Regions from separate parts of the Zea mays genome. Here region 1 is linked to region 2. Evidence: chromatin contacts called from public Hi-C data. All regions are on one chromosome and are shown on one strand. Each heading gives the region's core, a stretch centred on a gene start, on an enhancer-like site or on the middle of the called end of the contact. The rest is flanking DNA. Distances are from core to core; before and after follow the strand shown. Region 1 holds the start of LOC100283928. Region 2 holds the start of LOC100192041 (transducin family protein / WD-40 repeat family protein).

What was found. Hi-C and Micro-C count contacts between places; a contact is called where the count stands out from the background.
Region 1: a Hi-C map of leaf shows a contact between it and region 2, with 5 times the contacts expected there. The contact joins the promoter of LOC100283928 here to the promoter of LOC100192041 in region 2. A contact is called at or near these places in 2 of 25 Hi-C or Micro-C datasets (endosperm and leaf).

The regions. Positions count from the first base shown.
Region 1 is chr8:132,287,391-132,291,892 of Zm-B73-REFERENCE-NAM-5.0, forward strand. It overlaps LOC100283928, which reads left to right and starts at 2,670. Exons shown (of 4, transcript NM_001156826.3): 1 at 2,670-3,085; 2 at 4,414-4,502. The coding sequence starts at 2,818.
Region 2 is chr8:132,043,124-132,047,854 of Zm-B73-REFERENCE-NAM-5.0, forward strand. It overlaps LOC100192041 (transducin family protein / WD-40 repeat family protein), which reads left to right and starts at 3,192. Exons shown (of 9, transcript NM_001137464.1): 1 at 3,192-3,675; 2 at 3,816-3,935. The coding sequence starts at 3,304.

The DNA of each region.
Region 1 (4,502 bases), core at 1,420-3,919, 240 kb after region 2:
CAGTCCGGTGACACACTGGACAGTTCGGTGCGGCTTGGTGACCGTTGGCGAAGTCCACACGCCGCTTGCTGATTGCGCTGCCGACCGTTGGTGCGGGCGCGGCTGCCACACCAGACAGTCCGATGAATTATAGCCGCGACTCCCCCAACTTTTCCCGAGAGCAGCAAGTTTGTCGAGCACGCCAGCCTGGCATCGGACACTGTCTGGTGTACACCGGACAGTCCGGTGCAACCGCAACCTGGTGCAAGTTTGGCTGGGCGAAGCCAAACTTCTCCAATCCAATTTTATTTGATTTGACAAGGTTCCTAGCACTTAGAGGAATGTGTTAGTATAAAAAACAATTCACTATGGCTAGAGCCATACCTTGATTCTTGATTTGCATCTCTTTGACACTTAGCATATCAACCAAAACAATATGTGTTGGAGATCTAATCACCAAAACATTTATAGAAATGGCCCAAGGACACATTTCCCCTTTCACATGGGTATCCAAGTTTGTTTCTAACAACTTCCTTGATACTAGACCTCCTCATGGTGCAAGTGTGGACTAATAAGTGGCCTTTGCAAATACCATAATTGGATTTTGTGACTTTTGTAAAGAGTACACCTAGGTGGACCAATATTAGGTAGATGTACGATGCTAGTAGCATTGTACCATAAACAATTTATTCAGATTAATTATTAATGTTTGCAAGGAGAATACTTTGCTCCATATATTTAATGCTTTATGCACATGAGACAATGATATGAGTTGATTACCTAAATATGTTTGTATTTGTTTGAAACATAACATAAAATCCATCCTATTAACCAAACATAACATGATGAATCTATTCCTCAAACTAAACACTCAGACAAGATCACTCCATTCCAAAACATATGGATGGAATAATCCTATCCCACCATGTCCACCAACCAAACACTTGCTTAGAGTTTTAGACAAGTTATACACATAGATGAGATCCTTATTTCTATCTTCGTTGTCATATACTCCTTATGAGCATTATTTTTTAGCTATTTTATTTTACAAAATAGTTAAATAGTTGATTTTGGAACCTATAATTTATGTAGTCCCTTGAAATTGGTCTAAATTTATAGTGGCTTGCAATAGTTATTGGGAACTTCACAGTTCAAGGTTCATTAAATCGAATGGCTAATCTGACCGTCTAATCGCTAATCGGCGTCAGCAGGTAACATCGATCCATCAATTTTAGATTTTGAATTTGGGAGAATTTATAAATTTTGAAAACTTTTGGTACAAATTTTATATAAATACTATGAATTATTTGAAGACTTTCTACTTAGACCAAATTTAAAAAACACAACAAATTTCAAACTAAAAATCATGGAAGTTTTGAAAAAAAATTAAAAAGGAAAAAGAAAGCTGCTATATTGGCTAGGATTGATGATTAGCCGCCCTCCGAAGCCGATAAATCGATAAAAAATAAAAAATGAAAAAGAAAACTGCTATATCGGCTAGGATTGCTGATTAGTCGCTAAATCGATATGTAACCGGTGGCCGAGTAGGAGCTAGGGTTTTGGGGGATTTCCCCCTTTTCACTAGAAATCTTTTCAAATTACTAGTGATACATGTAATATATGCTAACAACACTGTAATAATAGATCATGTTATTGCTATTTTCAGGAATGTCAGATGGAATCGATCTGGTTTGGGAACACTGGACAACATATATCTCGGATTCATATGCAAGTATTGCAAGAGCCAGTGGATGATAAATGAAGGAAATCATGGACGTGCTGACAAGAAATTGGTCCAAAGCATGTGGTTCAGATTATCACTAATAATGAAGCGAACTAAAAAAAGACATGTCGTATGGTAGTCACGAAGCATCCTTCTATCGTGTGGTAGTCATGTGTGGCTCATACCAAAAAAATTATGTCGAAGAAGATTGGAAATTTTCCTGAGCATGATGCTGTGATTTAAAGTACTAAGCGAATATTATGGTTTCTTTACAATCATAACACATTACATTCTATAATGAAGGAGGCAATCGATGGGGAGTTGGTTTGGTGGAATGCTACCAGATTTGAAACAAATTGCGTATTCTTAGAGAGCTTTCTTCGGCGAATAAAAAAGTTCATGTAATGAATGGGTTCTCATCTTAGTAGCATGCCAGATGGAAAGTACACATATGAAACTCTTACGAGCTTGTCACGTAATGAATGTGGTTGATGCAAGACAACCATTATTTGGTTTTTTTTCGTTGATAAAGACAGAAAGGGAATATTTAGGACGATTTTTAATGTTTATGTTATGAATCACTACTAGCTACATCTTCCACAACTGTTGCTTTAATTCCTCGGACACTACGTACGGTTTTCAATATATTTAAACTGCTAAATATTGTTATTAAACTTGTGATACTATGTGGGCTATTTTTTTAATTGTTATGACCTAAACGTGTTTTTATTTTCAAAAAAAAACAAGAGGTTCAGTTTTACTTGATCTGCTCTCAGTTTACCGGTTCTGGAACCAATTAATTGACTATAACGGTCGATAAATCGATGTAAAACTGAGCGGATTCAAAAAAATGATTTAAATTCAAATTTTGTCGATTTCTGCTCGTTTACGTCGACAAATTACGATTAGTCTCTAATCAGTTCTGACCGTTTTTTTGAAGCCCCACCGGTGAACCCTGGCACGGCCCACGGCTACGCATGGGCAAAAGCAATGGACCGTAGATAAAATATAAGCGATACTGCCAGAGGCGCCTAGTCGAAATAAAGGACTATCTCAGCGATTTCCGAACCCTCCCCACCCCCACACCCACCCGATCCAACCGAGTCCCGGCGGCGATGGCGGCGGCGGCGACGAACGCCGATGTGGAGGTGGTCGACTTCGACCTCGATGACGACGACCTCATGGACGAGGACGCCGGGCCGGATCCAGCACCGCCCCCCGCCTCCCGCCTCCGCTCCACCATCGCGGGCGACGACGCGCCGCGTAGGACCAAGGGCCGCGGCTTCCGCGAGGACCCTAACTCCTCCGCGACCCGCGACTCGCGCTTTGGCGCGGGGGGACGCGCCGACCTCGACTCGCTTGGCGGCCCTGGACCCATCCAGTGTACGTCTACCCTTCTCTTTCAATTTTTTTCTCAAAGATTTGCTTGAACCGATTATTATTTTCTTTTGGCAACGTAGTACTGAGGCTGAGGCAAGTAATACTTCGTTTTGGGTGACTGAATGCCTATGTAGTTAGTATTTGTGCTGCCTAGACATATTGCCTTCTCTGTGTGATTTGCGGATATGGGGTATTCCAACAACTGAACAACCTAAAGATTTCGCATGTATCGGTTAGTTCCATGGCGGACTTAGCAAAACTTGTTTCCGATGTGGAAAAGATCGATCTTTATCCCATGTAATGGATGTGGAATTGGGGCTTTGGGCGATCTAGTTGTTGCAGTGAACTGTTCCCTGTTCCTTTCCCTCATTATTTTGCTGATTTTAGTCAAGTTCAATGTTACAACGGGGTTCAAAGAGCCTAAAGATTTCGCTGATTAATTAATTCTACACTGGGCTAGTTTCTGCTTCAAGTATGGACTACACTGATTTTTTAGGGTTTGTCTAAGGAGCTTCTTCTCAGGTGATACCTTATCCTGATATTATCTGCAGTTGAAATTTCAGTTCCCTCTGTGGGCACGATTGTTCACTTTACTCATATCACACGGTACTGTCTGTAGAACATTATGTTCTTTGTTGGTGTGTTTATCTTTACGTCTTTTGGCTATGGGTTCTTTTAACACCTTTGAGGTTTTTGGTTCTTGATGTGAGTTGGACTGTCAAGGCATCAATGTTAAATCAGCTTGTTAGTTGTTAGTGATGAGCTGAGGGTATAATAGATTAAAAAGTTGTTTTAATTTTTTTCTTGTAGCTATGCGAGAGAGTTATTTTGAACTTGACTACTGCTACACACCATATTTGCTTCTGTAGTTCTAAAGTTTTGGTACTTGTGAGGTTGCAATTGAGCTTCTTAGCATTTTGTTTTGTTGTTTTCCTTGCATCCTTTCAGTTGGAACCTTATACCTCTCTTTTACCTCTATGTGCATTTTAAATATTGTGTTCCTGGAAATATGAAATCTTGAAACTTTTTAGTTCATCATGTTAATTTTGATGCCTAGGCTTTGCTCACATAACAAAATTTGGTAGCTTCTAAAAAAATCAGTCACCAGTTGAACTGTGATTGGTTGGATGTGCCTTTATAAATGTGTACTCTGTTAATACTCTAGGTAAAATAAAGCAAATTGATCACATTATTTTCAAAGAACAATAACTTACGAAGTCTGAATAATTGTATTTACGGAATTCTTTTTACTTCTGTACAAGTTTCTTCTCTATGATGGTAATTAGTTCCATTTTGACTTTATATATGTATATTTTGGTCTTTTGTTGCAGCAATTGAAGGATGGATTGTGTTGGTCACAGGAGTTCACGAAGAAGCTCAAGAAGATGACCTTCAAAATGCTTTCCAAGAATTTGGGCAG
Region 2 (4,731 bases), core at 1,942-4,441:
TTAGTGCTACCAAAGTCAAGGTAACCAGTGAACATAGGTTGAAGAAGGGACATGGCAGTTTTGTTTGATGAAGCATTGTCTAATGTAATTGCAAAATTTTTATCTGATATGCTATAATCATCTACAACCATGGAAACATGTTCAGCAATATTGGAACTAGTATGTGCAGACTCAATAGGTCTTAGACCAAGCAACCTTTTTTCTAAACCCCAATCAGAATTCACATAATGAGCAACAACACTAATGTAATCTTCTTTGGCTTTACCAGACCAAATACCAGAAGTGAGTGCCACAGAAGAAAATGAGGATTTTAAAGTTTCAATTAGACTCTCCATTCGTCCATTGTAATGTTTAATTAAATCTCTAGCAATTGTTTGCCTAGAAGACCTAACAAACCTAGGGTTATGTGCATGGGTGATATACTCATGAAAAGCATCAGACTCGGCAAAACATAAAGGCAAATCTTCTCTAGCTATCAACCGACACATTTCCATTCGTGCAACTGAAGCTGAATACTCCCAACGTTGCACAGACCCATCAGGATTGAATTTAAGGACTGGCTGTACTATGCCAGCTCGATCATGCTCAATCTTAGCTTTACAATGTTGTTGGTGCCTAAGCAAATGTCCATACCAGAGGAAGATCTAGTAGACAAGGTAGTTTTGCAGTATTTGCAAATGGCAGAGACCCTTACCTTCTTACCTTTGTCGTCTACACCAGTTACCTCATCGAAGTCAGACCATACTCTAGACCAGGGGCGGATTTGGGCCCGGGGCCACCGCAGCCCAAAACTTCTCTTTTATATATAGGGTTTTTCAGCCAAAAAATCTAGCTCAAAATACATTTTAGTCCAAAAATGTGGTCTAAAAGACAACATGCTTGCAACGATTGAGCCTGACGCTGGCGGCCTCCCTCAGATGAGAACACAGACTCTTCCAATTATTTCGCAAACCTGTGCGGCTGCGCTTTCTATGTTGCCAGCGGCACTGCCGCCTACCTCCAGTCCTCTACCATTCTCCATGCCTTTGAGATGGCCGGGCGGGCTCTAATTCAGGCATCTGCCACCGCCAGTTTGACCTCCGCCAGTCCGCCTCCAGCCTCCCTGCGACCCTGCAGTAGCGCCACCGTCCATGCAAATCCGCCCTTGCCTTTACATCTTCTCTCAAGCTATATAACTTTCTCAACCTGATTCCCTTTCTTTTCTTATTCATAGGCGAAGGCGGAGTGCCTCCCTGTCCAATGGGTAGCGATTGTCTGTTGCCATGTGCCTGTGATTCTCTTCTATTATGGGTAATTGTTCCTTGTCATAGTTACACTGGATTGTTTTAAATGTTACTACCGCGTTCTTACATATTTATTGTTCGCTAGTTCATTTTTGAACTAAATCGCGAAAAATAAAAAAAACGAACTAGTACATCATTACATGTGTAGAGTGGCCCGGGGCATTAATTTTACAGAGCTCCGCCACTGCTCTGGATGTGGGTAGCCTCTTCCTCGTTCGGGTGTCACGAGTTGTGCTACCACTACCAGTCGCAGTGGGGCTCGAAGACCCTGTCACTGTCCCGGCCATGGTCGGTGTTGGCTGTGGCTCCACCGTGTCGATGTTGAAACAACATCCACATTATGGCCAAACAACGCCATCTCATCCATCTGCTCATTGTAATCCTCAAGTGCATGCTCCGCCGCCTCGGCGGCCGGATCAAGATCCATCTAGGGATTTTGACCGGCTCCTCACAGCGTCACCGGCTCCTCAACGGCCCAAGCCAGCCCTAGGGGTGGGCAGAGTGGGCGGCCGCCCAGGGCCTCCGAAGTTATGGGAAAAAATATATATTAAGTATAAGTATATATTGTGTGTTATGGATATTTAGTATTTGGTTTTGGATCAAACACTATTTAATAGTCTGTTCACTAGATGTAGCTTGTTGGAAATCTAAGAAACAAATCGATGAGCCTATTGCAGTCACAGATAAAACAAATCATCGTGGACTCCTAACACGACGTGGCGACGTCCTGAGTGCATCCTATATTATATGTTATATGTGTGTATTTTTCAATCTCATGAACTAATGATTGTTCATTGATATATTATATGTAGGATTTTAAAGTCAAAATTTTTATCCCAAACTCTTATTTTACTTGGGCACCAAGTGAGTAAAAGGCCAAGATAAGAGATTTTTGAATGGAGTATTGTCTGCTACATGAATTTTCGAGAAAGTCGTAGAGGTGAATTGTTATCCTAATGTCTCTAGTGCCTATCGAATCTTAGTGACTGCTCCATCTACTACCGTAATTTTTTTAAAAACTAGAATTATTGAAAAAACAATTTATGACCAACAATAATGTTTTCAAAAACTTTATATGTAAATATATATTAGATATATAATATATATAGAGTGAGATATAATAGAAGCCTCTAAATTAGGGCATGTTTGTTTCAGCTTATAGATTATATAATCTGGATTATAATCTAAATTATATAATCTATATTATAATCTAGACATATTATAATCTACATATAGTTGTTTGGTAGTTTAGATTATACAAATGTAGATTATTCATAAAAACAGCAGTACCCTTGTTTGTTTATTTAAGGTGAGAAAAGAAGAATGACATATATTGTAATTTATATTTACATAATTATGGATAGTGGGTCTTTTGCCAAAATAATCTCAAATAAGCTACTCTTGAGGAGATTATGAGATTATCATAATATGGTCTTTAGATTATTAATCTAAACCTATAATCTAGGTGTTTGCTTACTTGTTGGATTATTTGAGCTGAATTATATAATTTAGAGAGATTATAATCCGAAAGAAACACGACCTTAGTTTTCGTCGCCCCTAGTATGCATATGCTAGGACCGGCCCTGCAACGGCCTTCAATACATGGTATGCTGCTGTCAGTTGTCACAGGCTCACCGAGTCCTGGACTCCTGGTTGCCGGTTCACCGTCGGAGCCTGACGTCACGCCACACGCCACGCGCGGGTAACACGGCCGGCGCCTGCACGGCGCCCGCGGCTCCGCGCGCTCGTCCTACTTGCCATCCGTCACTGGACGGGCCACGCGACTGCGATCCCTGCCACACGAGCGCAACGCGCCATGGGTCCGGCGTGCCAGTGAGAGCGGGAGAAGCTCGGACATCTCCGGTATGGTTCCACTGGTCCAGGGGACAAAATCTGCTGCCAGTTTCTGCAATTGCTTGTTTTTTTTCGCTGTGTTTTCAGTGGAGGGACATCTTCTCCAGCGATTCAGCGCGGGATCCTGCTGGACTGGCCTGATCCCTCCGTGCTGGTGTCGGCGAGCATGCAAGGAAGGATGCGAGGCGCGCGGCGGAGCGCGCGCGGGGAATCGTCCCGGAAGGCGGCGGGCCGCGAGGTGGAGCCATTCACGCTGTGCGGCGAGATGTCCCATCTCACCAGGGCCACGTCAGAGCCGTGCCGCAGGGCTCGCGGCGCCGCCTTCGCCCGCCGGGCGAGGCCCTTCTCGGCGTACGAGCTGGTGTCGGCGCGGGAGGCCGGCCGCGCGGGCGGCGCCGGGTTCTCCGCGGCCGATCGAGCCTACCTCGGCAGGCAGCACATCCCCACCAAGGGGCCGTGGGGCGTCGACGACGTGGAAAGCGAGGCCTACGTCTCGCAGTTCTCCGCCGATGGCTCGTTGCTCATCGCGGGGTTTCGGGTAGGTGCTCGGTTTTTGCTGATAGCCTGATACGGTTTGATGTTGGTTCTTGTGCTTCTGCTAATGAGAAGTTGGGTACATAGAAGTTGTGTAGTTTAGTTGCTGACGATTCTCCTTTGTGAAAAAATTGTGACGATAAGGGAAGCCGCATCAGAGTCTACGACGCCGAGAAAGGGTGGAAGATCCACAAGGATATAAGCTGCAGAAGTGTGCACTGGACGGTTTCAGATATTGCTCTCTCACCTGACCAACGATTCCTTGTAAGCATCTTTTTTTTTGAGCAAATTCCTTGTAAGCATCTTGAGCACTGGATCTCTTACTGCTATCTGGGGGGCAAGTTGAGCACCAAAAGCTTCTTCTAAGGCATATTTTGCCCCTGCTACTATTCCTGTAAGTTTGGTATTAGCATTACAGGGCTTCAGCTTCCACAAATTTAACGGCTTTTATATATGACTGTGAGTTGGATTTCTGATTTGCAACATGTTCAGCGTGTTTACTGTTTAGGGCTGCCAGTGGCCATACTAGCTGGATGCCTACATGTCATAAAAATCTTCTAATATTGAATGACTCATTGAGAATTCTAATAGCATGGGAGCTATGGCAACATCGAAATGATTGTGTCTTCAATATTGCTTCTCCGTGTGAATTCTTGATCGTGCACGTGCAGACAGAGGAGGAAGGAAAGCTATGATGCGCAGCAGGGGCTCAGAGCTTCCGTAGGTTTTATAGAGCGTCTTGTCCTTGCGATCGTTACATAACTCAAGTGTCGCACGCATGGTCTTAACTCAGTGCTTTGTGATGTTTCTGGTGTGGTGTGTTTGTGTGACTAGTTTTGTACATAGGGTAGCTTTTTTTCTCTTAATGAAATGATAGAAAATAAAGACTAACTGTTTATCTGGTCCATACCCTTTGTTCTTTCAAACCTACAGTCTCTCTGGCTATAATAATTTATCCCTAGTATGTATTCCTTCAAAATTTACTAATATATGGTTGTTATGATTTGCAATTCCGGCAGTTGCTTACATTTTTGTAAGAATCTTCACTAGGTGCAGGAGG